Regions from separate parts of the Mus musculus genome. Here all the other regions are linked to region 2. The links are chromatin contacts, called in public HiChIP or PLAC-seq and Micro-C maps. All regions are on one chromosome and are shown on one strand. The core of a region is the stretch at or near the end of the contact, and the rest is flanking DNA. Distances in the headings are between cores, read along the strand shown.

What was found. A called contact is a pair of places that touch in the nucleus more often than the background predicts. HiChIP or PLAC-seq counts read pairs in DNA pulled down with a chosen protein or histone mark.
Region 1: a contact with region 2 is called in a Micro-C map of embryonic stem cells, with 4 times the contacts expected there. The contact joins the promoter of Ift81 here to the promoter of Anapc5 in region 2. A contact is called at or near these places in 2 of 39 promoter capture datasets (liver and macrophages), 1 of 484 Hi-C or Micro-C datasets (embryonic stem cells) and 2 of 9 other capture datasets (adipose tissue and liver).
Region 3: a BATF HiChIP or PLAC-seq map of CD8 T cells shows a contact between it and region 2, with 5 read pairs. The contact joins the promoter of Tmem120b here to the promoter of Anapc5 in region 2. A contact is called at or near these places in 2 of 39 promoter capture datasets (HPC-7-derived erythroid cells and neural stem cells), 9 of 484 Hi-C or Micro-C datasets (CD4 T cells, the G1E-ER4 cell line, the HL-1 cell line and 5 more), 7 of 115 datasets of contacts at active chromatin or transcription factors (the 230-238 cell line, CD8 T cells, acute myeloid leukemia and 2 more) and 2 of 9 other capture datasets (adipose tissue and liver).

Annotation. Positions count from the first base shown.
Region 1 is chr5:122,612,683-122,616,083 of GRCm38.p6, reverse strand. It overlaps Ift81 (intraflagellar transport 81), which reads left to right and starts at 1,540. Exons shown (of 19, transcript NM_009879.4): 1 at 1,540-1,646.
Region 2 is chr5:122,819,940-122,823,300 of GRCm38.p6, reverse strand. Anapc5 (anaphase-promoting complex subunit 5) reads left to right here and starts at 1,959. Exons shown (of 17, transcript NM_021505.3): 1 at 1,959-2,321. The coding sequence starts at 2,151.
Region 3 is chr5:123,074,964-123,078,495 of GRCm38.p6, reverse strand. It overlaps Tmem120b (transmembrane protein 120B), which reads right to left and starts at 2,221. Exons shown (of 12, transcript NM_001039723.2): 1 at 2,001-2,221. The coding sequence starts at 2,069.

The sequences.
Region 1 (3,401 bases), core at 291-2,790, 210 kb after region 2:
TTAGTTTGCTTTCTATTTCCGTAATAAACTACCATGACCAAAAACAACTTGGGGAGGAAATGATTTACTTAGTTTACAGATCATAGTCCGTCATCAGGAAAGAAAAGGCAGGAGCTTGAAGCAGGAACCACAAAGGAATACTTCTTACTGGCCTGCTTCTCCTGAGATTCTCAGCTACCTTTCTTACATCGGCCAGGCCCACATGCCCAGGGGTGGCCTTGCTCACAACGGGCCCGGCCCTCCTACACACAATAAATTAATGATGTAATAAAATAAAAAGCAAGGTCGGAGGTGTAACTCAGTGGTAGAGTTCTTTCCTAGCACAGGCTATAGGAGAACAGGATGAGGAGGTGGAGGAAGAGGGGGTGGAGCGGGAGGTGAGGTAGAAGTGACAAGCTTTCAGAACCGCTGTTAGAGCCTGTTAGAAATCTATTCAAAATCTCAAACACAGTTCAGTTAGAAGGTACCATTAGGAGCTTACATACCAGACTTGACCAGGCGTCTCTGGGGGGAAAAGAAAAGCTACCCACAGTTTGTTTCAGACAGAATAAGCAAGGTCTCTATGCTGTAAAACTGTTGCTAGGAATGTCTTCTTAGACTCCTCAGTGAATCCCACCAAGGAATCACAGGGTGAAGTCAGTTCCTCCTTTCGTCTGTAGCAGGTGGGGACACCACAATCTGTCTCTGTGGAACCTGTCTCTAGGTTTGTGTGCCAAGCGCCTTTACCAGTTGAGCTACCTCAACAGGTCATTTGGATTCTTTTTACTGGTCTTTAAACAGCGCTCTGTCTAATGGAGACATGACAGTATGATTCCTTCAGCCATCCCTGTCCCCCAGTAAACGTCACACATACTCTGTCATCACTGAGACATCTTGGTACATTTCTCTCCGTCCTGGGCTGTTTAACTATATTGCCTCTCTTTCCCCATCATCTCTGTGAGGACAGAACCAACCCTATTGGGTCTTGTTCTCTATTGCATTTCCAGCAGTCAGCAGTATGGAATGCCTAATTTATCATTTGTTAGCTTGAGGTTGTGGCAAGTCTGGTATTACATTTACTGTTTCTCCAAGGATGTCTGAGCATCTAACCTAGTTTTCAGAGTAGGCCTCCATTTGTCCCGGTCTGTCTCTCCTCTCCATGTCTGGGTCTCTCAATCCATAGTTTATAATTGTTCCATGCATGATTTAACCTGGAGATTCTTTCGTCGAAAACCTAAATTCGGAAACCACGCCCAATGCTTTCTGACCCCAAACCCTATCCAGTCCTGCTTCAAACAAGTCGCCCCAAGTTTGGTAAATAAATGAATGAATGAATGAAACAGCACACGCAAACAGCACAGGTTAAGCCCTTTGTCAAGGTGAGAACGGTAGACGGTTCGCAAAGGTTATTATCAGCAGGAGTCTAAGTGGGAATAACAGCCAGAGTCACCCTAGGCTTTCTGCAGAGGTTCGGAACCCCAGGTACCAGGGCCAAGCTTTCCAGCCCGAGGCTCCGCCCTCCGGTGTGCGCGCGCCCCCCTCCTCCCCGAGCCAGAGGAAGTGACGTCACCGCATGGCAACCGTTGCCAAGGAGCGGTCTCTAAGAACCCGCAAGCGCCCCAGTGCCTCCCGAGGGTGGGGAGGTGGTTTCGTGAGGAGGATTTGAGGTAACCCCCGCCAACTCGCGGTCGGGAACTCCGCGAACCCCCGAATCCCGTCAAGCTGCGCCCGCTCCCGGCCGGTGGCGGCAGCAGGGCCTGTCGGGGGGCGGGGGGTCGGCCGCGCGGGTCCCCCTCGGTCTCCGGGCGTCGCAGGAGGCCGTAGGCCTGCGCGCGCTGCCCCGGCTGGGCCGGATACCACGCGCGTCCTGGTTTTAATTCTTGCCCCGGCTCCCCCTGGGTGCTGCAGTGGGTGAGTGCTGGTGAATTAGCTCGGCCGGTTGCGCTGGAAGAGGGAGAGTAATTGCTTTTGCTAATTTTAGCGCGCAGCGCCCGGCGGGCAGCGACAGCCCTACCTGGTTCAAGAGCATCTCTGTCCTCTGAAAGCTGGTGGGGCAACGCAGCTCATTTCTTTTCTTAAAAAAGTTTGGAAACTTGGCGTGTATTAGTTGCGCATAATGGGTACCACTGTATTCACACATGCATACATATAGTGTATTCCATCACCCCATCCCCGTTTCTCGCTCTTCGCTTTCCTGCTCCCACGGAATCCATTTCCTAACCCTTCTCCCTTCGACTTTTTTGCCCCCACCTCACTCCCCTTTTCTTTTGGAGGTCCAATGAGTTTAATTATGGTTCCCCACCCTTAGCAACCATTAAGTTGCCTGTAATAATCGTGAGCCCCTCCCCTTTTCTTCTCTTGGCAACATTTTCTTGCTTATCCAGATATTTGGTTTGATTTTGTGTTTCTCAGAGAAGAAAAAGCCGTATGGACAACTTCTAAATTAGTTTAAATATATGTGGATATAAGGATGTGTATTATATTTTTACAGTTGAAAACTTGAGCCTCCCAAGTTTTTAAAAAGTAAAGATATTCTCTGTAATTTATTTATTTCTGGCTTGTTTTTTGAGACAATGCTTCTCTGTAGAGTCCTGGCTGGCCAGGAACTCACTCTGTAGACCAGGCTGGCCTCAAACTCAGAAATCCTCCTGCCTCTGCCTCCTAGCACTGAGATTAAAATTGCACACTACTATCCCTGAGATAGTCTTTATATATAAACTTAAAAAGAAACCTTAAATTTAGCAACCATACTGGTTGTGCCATCCTTTCTTATCTTTTAGAACAACTTTATTTCCTTCCTTCTAGCTTCCTTCCTCCTTTCCTTCCTTCCTTTCTTCCAAATGTCTTCTAAATGTAAGCTTCACCCACCCAATTAAAGAACCCATTTCATGCCAGACTTGGTGGCTCTTGATTTTAATTCCAGCACTCAGGAGAGAGAAGCTTGGTCTACACCGTGAGTTCCAGGCCAGCTAAGGCTACACAGCAAAACCTGTTTTAAAAGGAGAGAAAGAGAGAGAGAGAGAGAGAGAGAGAGCGCGCGAGCATGTGTGTTGGGGGGGGTGGAGTAAGATGCTCAGGGCTTACTTTATGTCTTGAGTGAAACAGTATCTGTCTCATAGTTTTAACTAAGAAAGCATTGAGATGACTTTGTCGTCTTGTCCACCTCACCTTTTCTAGTTTAAGAGGGTCTTATAGTGCAGCCCAGGTTGGCCTTAAACTTTGCCTCCTTCTTTCTCAGCCGCCTCACTTCTGGGCTTACAGTGTGGGGCAGTGCTCAGGAATAGCAGTTCAGTTTTGTTGCTGTGATTTTGACAAGGTCTCAAGGCGCCCAAGCGGCTTTGACCTCACACTAAGTAGCCAAGCAAGGGCCACCTTGAACTTGTGATCTTCCTGCTTCCACCTCCTGAGTGCTGACGTTACAG
Region 2 (3,361 bases), core at 710-3,209:
GGACAAATATCACTTATTAAACAAACAGGACTGACAGAAGAAAACAGGCCCAATTTGTGTTTGTATGCAGCAGAAGTTGAATAGTACATATCTTTTTTTGTTTCAAGAGCTATGAAAACGGGGGCTGGAGAGATTAAGAGCACTGACTACTCTTCTGAAGGTCCTGAGTTCAATTCTCAGCAACCACATGGTGGCTCACAACCATCCGTAATGAGATCTAACACCCTCTTCTGGTGTGTCTGAAGACAGCTACAATGTACTTACATATAACAATAAATAAATCTTGGGGCCAGAGTGAGCAGGGCCAGAGCAAGCAGAGGTCCTGAGCTCAATTCCCAGCAACCACATGATGGCTCACAACTATCTGTACAGCTACAGTGTACTCATATACATACATAAATAAATAAATCTTTTAAAAAACTTTAAAAAATAAAGAGCTATGAAAACTACTGAGAATGACTAATCACTGATAATATTTTTATTTTAAAATACTTATTTATTTTTATTTTATTTGTACGAGTACTTTGCCTGCATATATATCTCTGTACCACATGGCTGTCTGGTGCCCGCAGAAGCCAGAAGATACTGATGGACCATGTGGGTTCTGGGAACCAAACCCAATTTCTCTGCAAGAACAGCAAGTGCTCTAGTGCTCTTAACAACCGGGCTGTTTCTTCAGCCCTGATAATAATACTTTAAGCTCTAGAGAACTAAGTGTCTTGAGAAATACAGATAAGTAGAAGGGGCATTGTGAAAAGTCAGACTGAAAATACTGTAGACCGGGGGTTGGTTTTAAGAGCTTCATTTACCTGATGTTGGACTTTGTAGTGACTTAGGTGGGATACAGATATCCATTCACAAGAAGGTGGTCTTACCTTTTGTTTCACTATGGGTATCGCACTTGCAAACTGACACGTAGCTGCCTACAAATGGCATTTGTGAGATGTTGAAGAAAAACATGGGCTCTTGTCCTTACAAAAGGAGAATAAGGACAGGCATGGTGGCTCCCTACTGCTAGTAGGGAGGCAGAGGCAGGTTCTACAAAGGGCTGCATGGTGACACCTTGTATCAAAAAAATTTAATATGAGTGAAAAAAATGCTTTTTGTTTTTGTTTTTCTAGACAGGGTTTCTCTGTGTAGCCCTGGCTGTCCTGGAACTCACTCTGTAGACCAAGCTGGCCTTGAACTCAGAAAAGAAATCTGTCTGTCTCTGCCTCCCACGTTCTGGGATTAAAGTCGTGTGCCATCATTGCCTAGCGAAAAAAAAGTTTTTTGAGGCAGGGTCTTCTTAACTATGCAGACCTAGCTGGCCTGGAACTGGCTTTATAGACCAGGTTGGCCTCGAATTTATGGAGATGTGCTTGCCACTGCCTGTGCCTCCAGGTTGCTGGAGTAAGAGGCAGGGAGCTATCACATCTAGTATGCAAATATAATTTAAACATGCCAATTTAATCCCATTGCTTTTAAATACAATGATTTAAAAATGTCTTTTGGGCAGGGTAGATCATTCAAATCATCTCAGCTATTGTCGCGAGTTCAAGGCCAGTTTATGCTACTTAGTAAGTTTTTTTTTTTTTTTCTCCAAAAGGGGAGGAGCATCGCTTCAGCTGAAGGTCTTTGTTAAGAGAGCTTCCCTGGTATACACATATACAGGCGAGGTGTCTTGTTCAATTTCGTGTACCGCTAGAGGCAAAGATGCAATTAAATGGGGGCGAGAAGGAAGATCAAATTAAATAAATACACGCGTGGCCTGTAGTTCACGCTGTCTCTGATCAAAATCCCTGCGTCTTCCTCCCAGATCCCTGTCCACGTCGACTAGGAACCTGGTCGCCTTGGTTGAGCGTTTCTGTAGGGAACCGATTTGCCATAACACCATTTATGTCCCACCCCCTCCCCTACCCCCGCTCACTACAGGTTTGGCTGTTTTGATTGGCTGTCAGTCTTCCTTCTGGTCTTTGATTGGTCGAAGGCACCGCCGGGGTGGGAGAGGGACACTGAGGCCCCCGCTACTGTGGGAAACAGTCTTGGGCGGGTTAAGGTGCCGGGCGGCTGCAGCCATGGCGTAAAGGCGGCTCGTGGGCGCGGCGCGTGGCAGGCCTGGAGAGGGCCTGTCCTTGCCGGCGTCCACGAAGAGCCAGGACTTCAGCCCGATGATGACCAACGGGGTAGTGCACGCCAACTTGTTTGGCATCAAGGACTGGGTGACGCCCTATAAGATCGCCGTCCTGGTGCTGCTCAACGAGATGGGCCGCACGGGCGAGGGCGCCGTCAGCCTCGTGGAGCGGCGGAAGCTCAACCAGCTGCTCCTGCCCCTGCTGCAGGTGAGGGGCGCCCGCTCTTTCCCGCCCATTACCGCACGCGCGCGCGCGCTTCGCGTGGGCCCCGCCCTGAGCTGGAGGGCAGGGAAGGTCCAGCCCCGGGGGAGGGGCCCTGGGGGCGGGGCTTCATCTTGTCACTGAAAAAGAACACTAGCAACTGCATGATATTTCATCCTAAGCTAACCGGCATGGTTTAACTCTTTTCCTATAAATGATAAGTTTTGAGGGTTTTTTTTTTTGTTTTTGTTTTAACATATAGGTTCTTTTAGTTTGGTTTGTTTGTCTTTTTTTGTTTGTTTTTGGGTTTTTTTTGGTTTTTCGAGACAGGGTTTCTCTGTCCTGGAACTCACTTTGTAGTGGTTTGTTTTTCTTTTTTTCTAACTTGTTTATTTATTATATGTAAGTACACTGTAGTTGTCTTCAGACACCCCAGAAGAGGGGGTCAGATTTCATTACAGATGGTTGTGAGTCACCATGTGGTTGCTGGGATTTGAACTCAGGACCTTCAGAAGAGCAGTCAGTGCTCTTAACCGCTGAGCCATCTCACCAACCCGTGGTTTGTTTTTCAAGACAGGGTTTCTTTGTGTTGCCCTGGATGTCTTGGAACTCGCTCTGTAGACCAGGGTGGCCTCCAACTCAAGAGATCCCCCTGCCTTTGTCTCCTGAGTGCTGAGATTAGAGCTGTATACCCAGCCATACAGGCAATCTTAAAATAGTATATGTCAAATACAATTTCCCAAGAAGTCGAGTTGGGTTACCTACATCTAGAGTGGTGTAAACACTGACTTTCTAAAAATGGCCCCAGTGAGTAATTTTAAACCTTGTCTAGAGAAGGCTCTGCTTCTGGGTTAGCCTTCCTTCCCCAGTTCAGAAAACGATGAAATGTGTTTATACTCAGGAGAACTAGAGCACCCACCTTTGTATAGTGCTTCCCGGTGTGCAAAGCCTTTCACAGTCTCCCACTTAACTTTTCCACAGACAAAGGAGATAGTGATTATTAAGTCCATTTAACTGATGGAGACGGGCTCAGCGTTGCCTGTTAA
Region 3 (3,532 bases), core at 972-3,471, 250 kb before region 2:
GGCACGGATGTGGTGCATAGAGAGATACATTCGAGAGAAACACCCATACACAAAAATAAAAACAATAAACCTTTAAGTATATATTTATAAGCATATATTTACATATAAACATTGTATATATCAAATATATTATAAATACATGTTATAAAGATATATTTATACGTAAATATACATAATGCATGTGTGTGTGTGTGTGTATATATATATATATATATATACCCTCCATACATATATATAGAGGAGAGAGAGAGAAGAGAAGAGAAGAGAAGAGAAGAGAAGAGAAGAGAAGAGAAGAGAATTTTTGCTCCAGTCTATGACCTTAACCACCAGGAAGCTATCCACTCTGTACTCAGACCCAGAAGCTGACCATCAAGCCTACACCAGTTGGGTCCCTCTTCCTCAAAGGAGGATCTAGTCTGTCCCAGTTGTCCCATCTCTAAGAAACCAGATCCTTCCAACAGCCCTTGCTGTTCACCACCAGACGAGGAGATCCAGATCAACTCATAACTCCTCCGCCCCCGACCACCCGAGCACCTGACCCCTCATGACATCTTCCTGTCATAACAAATCAAAGGCCTCCTTTACGACACCTGCCTGCCAAGACTTGCTACCTAATTGTTGATAATTGCATTAATTGCATAGTTCTGCAGTGTTAGGCTCCTCCTCCTCGTAGTTTAAAACAAGCCGAAAGGAAGGAAATAGAAGCAAAAGCCCCACGCAGGAAACCTCTTCTCCCACTCCCAACTCTAAGACCCACTCACTGGCTCTGTGGCTGGGCATGGCTTCACAGCCCAGTGGGAAAAATTGTTAAGGATATGGCTGAGTCTTTTCCCCGTGGGTGGAACCAAAAGGGATCCTCTGGGAACTATGAGGAACCCAAGACCTCAGATCTGAAAGAGAAGGCACCAACCCATCCATATATGCTGGAGGGACTACGAAGGGATGACAGTCCTGGGTCTCTTAAGTCTCTGCCCATGCCGATCTGCTGCTCAGGTTCACCGGCATCCTTCTGTAACATCGGCAGCCTCACTTTACAAAGACCCATCACAGACCTCCCTTGACAGCATTCTCCTCTGGACATTGCAGGAGGTCAGCCCAACTGAGAACGCTACAGGGACAAGGGGAATGACAAAGTAACCATTGAGAGGAGGAGAGAGTGAATGCGAGGAAGCCATGTGTTGTTCCTCTTGGCCGTCCCCAAGGTTTCCTGAGTCTCTAGTCCCCAGAGCATATAGCTGAGGCCTCTCTGGACCCTCCTGATAGGACCGGGTGGCGATGCTATCCTCTCAAGAGCCCAGCTCTTATACCAACCTTCAACACACCAGGTGGAACGCTCTGTGCCAAAACGGTGAGGGGTTGGGTGCAGCCCTCTATCACCGGGTGAGGCAGCCAGCTGTCAGAACTGACAGATGCCTGCCATCCACAATGGTAAACTCAGCTCGCAGCAGCCGATAAGCAGAACCACATCAGAGCTCCCAAAGTCAAGGCTATGACTGAGGGGTCTCTGAGACTTAAAAACTGCCTAAGGGGCCAAGATGAAAGCAGCCAAGCACAACTCTCAAACCGCAGTTGCAGCGAGGGCTGCCCAGCCAGCACAGAGCGTGTAGTAAGGAGTTGAACAGCCAACTGCAACTGGAGGGTTGGGGGGAAGATCCCTTGTGTGGGGGTTGGTCTGGTGTCCTTTGAGTATCACAGTTTCCTCGTGAACACACCTGGAACTTGCCTCGGGGGCCAGAGACGAACTTTCTGTAGCGAAGGGAGAGCGTGGAGCAAAGAGTGGATGAGAGGGCGCGAGAATGAGGGGCGCCCCAAGAGACTGAGGAGCCAAAGCGCTGCTACATAGGAAGGGGCTGCGCCAGGCCACCCACCAGCCCATCGGACGCACAGCCCGGGCCACCGTCTGGGTCCTATCGCCCCACCTCCGGGCTGGGATGGCTAGATAGGGAAGGCACAAGCACCGCAGGTAGCAAGAGTGGCGGGACCAGGTGGCCCGGTCCTACCTGCAGCTCCTGAAATTCTCCCTCCAGCTCGTGCCACTCGCGCTCGCAACGCTCCAGCTGGCCGGACATGGTGCAATGGTGCAAGGCGGCGGCGGCGGCGGCGACGAAACCCGCAGCGTGACCCGTCCGGCCACCAGCAGCCCACGCCCGCCCGCTCACTAGCCGCCTCCCGAGGCACCAGCTGTTCCTGCGCAGCCGGAGCCACGCGCGCACCTGACGTCACGGGCCCCGCCCCGGCGCCAGCCTCACCCCCTCGCCCGAGGGTGGGGCCCGCGCATGCGCATGGGCGATCCCCCGGGCTCTGGCCTCGTGGCGGGTGCAACTCTTCAGTCTTCTTTGGGTCTCTTCACTCCTCGTGTGTAGGTAGTAGGTTTCTCGTCGGAGTGGGTGGAGGGTTTATGTGTAAGCTGCATTTATGGCTTATGTTACTTAGATTATCTTTGTGGGAGAGTGAGGTGGAAATGATTTGGAGGAGGTAAAGGGAAAATTCATGTATTCCTTCACATTGCCTGACCTAGGCCAAAGCCAGTGCCCTGAAATGACAGCTTTGACAGTGACCGCGTAGTAAGGTCAAGGGCAGGATGGGAAAAATGCAGACTTGGCTCTGTCATCTCACGCTGGCGATGATATTTATTGCAACCAATACAGCCTAGATACATCCCTGTCCTCTAAGACACTGGGTGACTCTTGACAGCTGGTGCTGTCAGTCAAAAGCCACAACCACCAAGTTTATGGAATACAGTTGCCTCCCTTTCCGTGCCAAGTCCGAAAAGACCTGCACAAGCCTGGCTTTTCCAACCACACCTCCTATCTCCCTGCCCTAAATCCAGCTCTCCGGCCATTGTTTTTATCCTGACTTGACATTCCTCCCTCTGAATCATCATGCAGTGGCTTCTTGCTCACTCCTGGAACCTCATTCAAATGACACCTGCAGCTGGGTGTGATATTGCATACCAGCCTTGACAACGTAGTAAGACTTGTCTCAACAAACAAACAAACAAACAAACAAATAAAATATCAAATGATGCCTGTCGGGGCTGGAGGGAAAAACTTCAGTGGTTAAGGGTGTGTGTTCTGCAGTTTGGGTGGCACATGCCTTTCATTGAAGCACTCCAGGGCCAGAGGCAGATAGATCTCTGTGGGTTTGAGACCAGCCTGGTCTACATAGCTCAGGGCCAGCTCCACAGTAAGACCCTGTAAAATTAATTAAAATTAAAAGGACACCTGCATTAGTTTCACAGGGCTATGCTTAGCTACAAGTGGGTGGCCTAGACAATAGAAGTGCATTTATCTCACAGCGACCAACCTGAAACGAAAGTGTCATGACTCCTGAGACCCTGGGTAGGGCCTTGCCTTGCTACCTAGTAGCCATGACAGTGACTGTTGAGCCTACATACTCCATGGCTTTCATCTGCATTGCTCCATTCTCTCTGACCAGTAGTTACAGGGCCTCTCTGTGTGCCCTCTCTTATGAAGACACTGTGAATGAAAATCCCCAGAAGGGCTAGAGAGATGGGTCAGCCTCAGCGGTT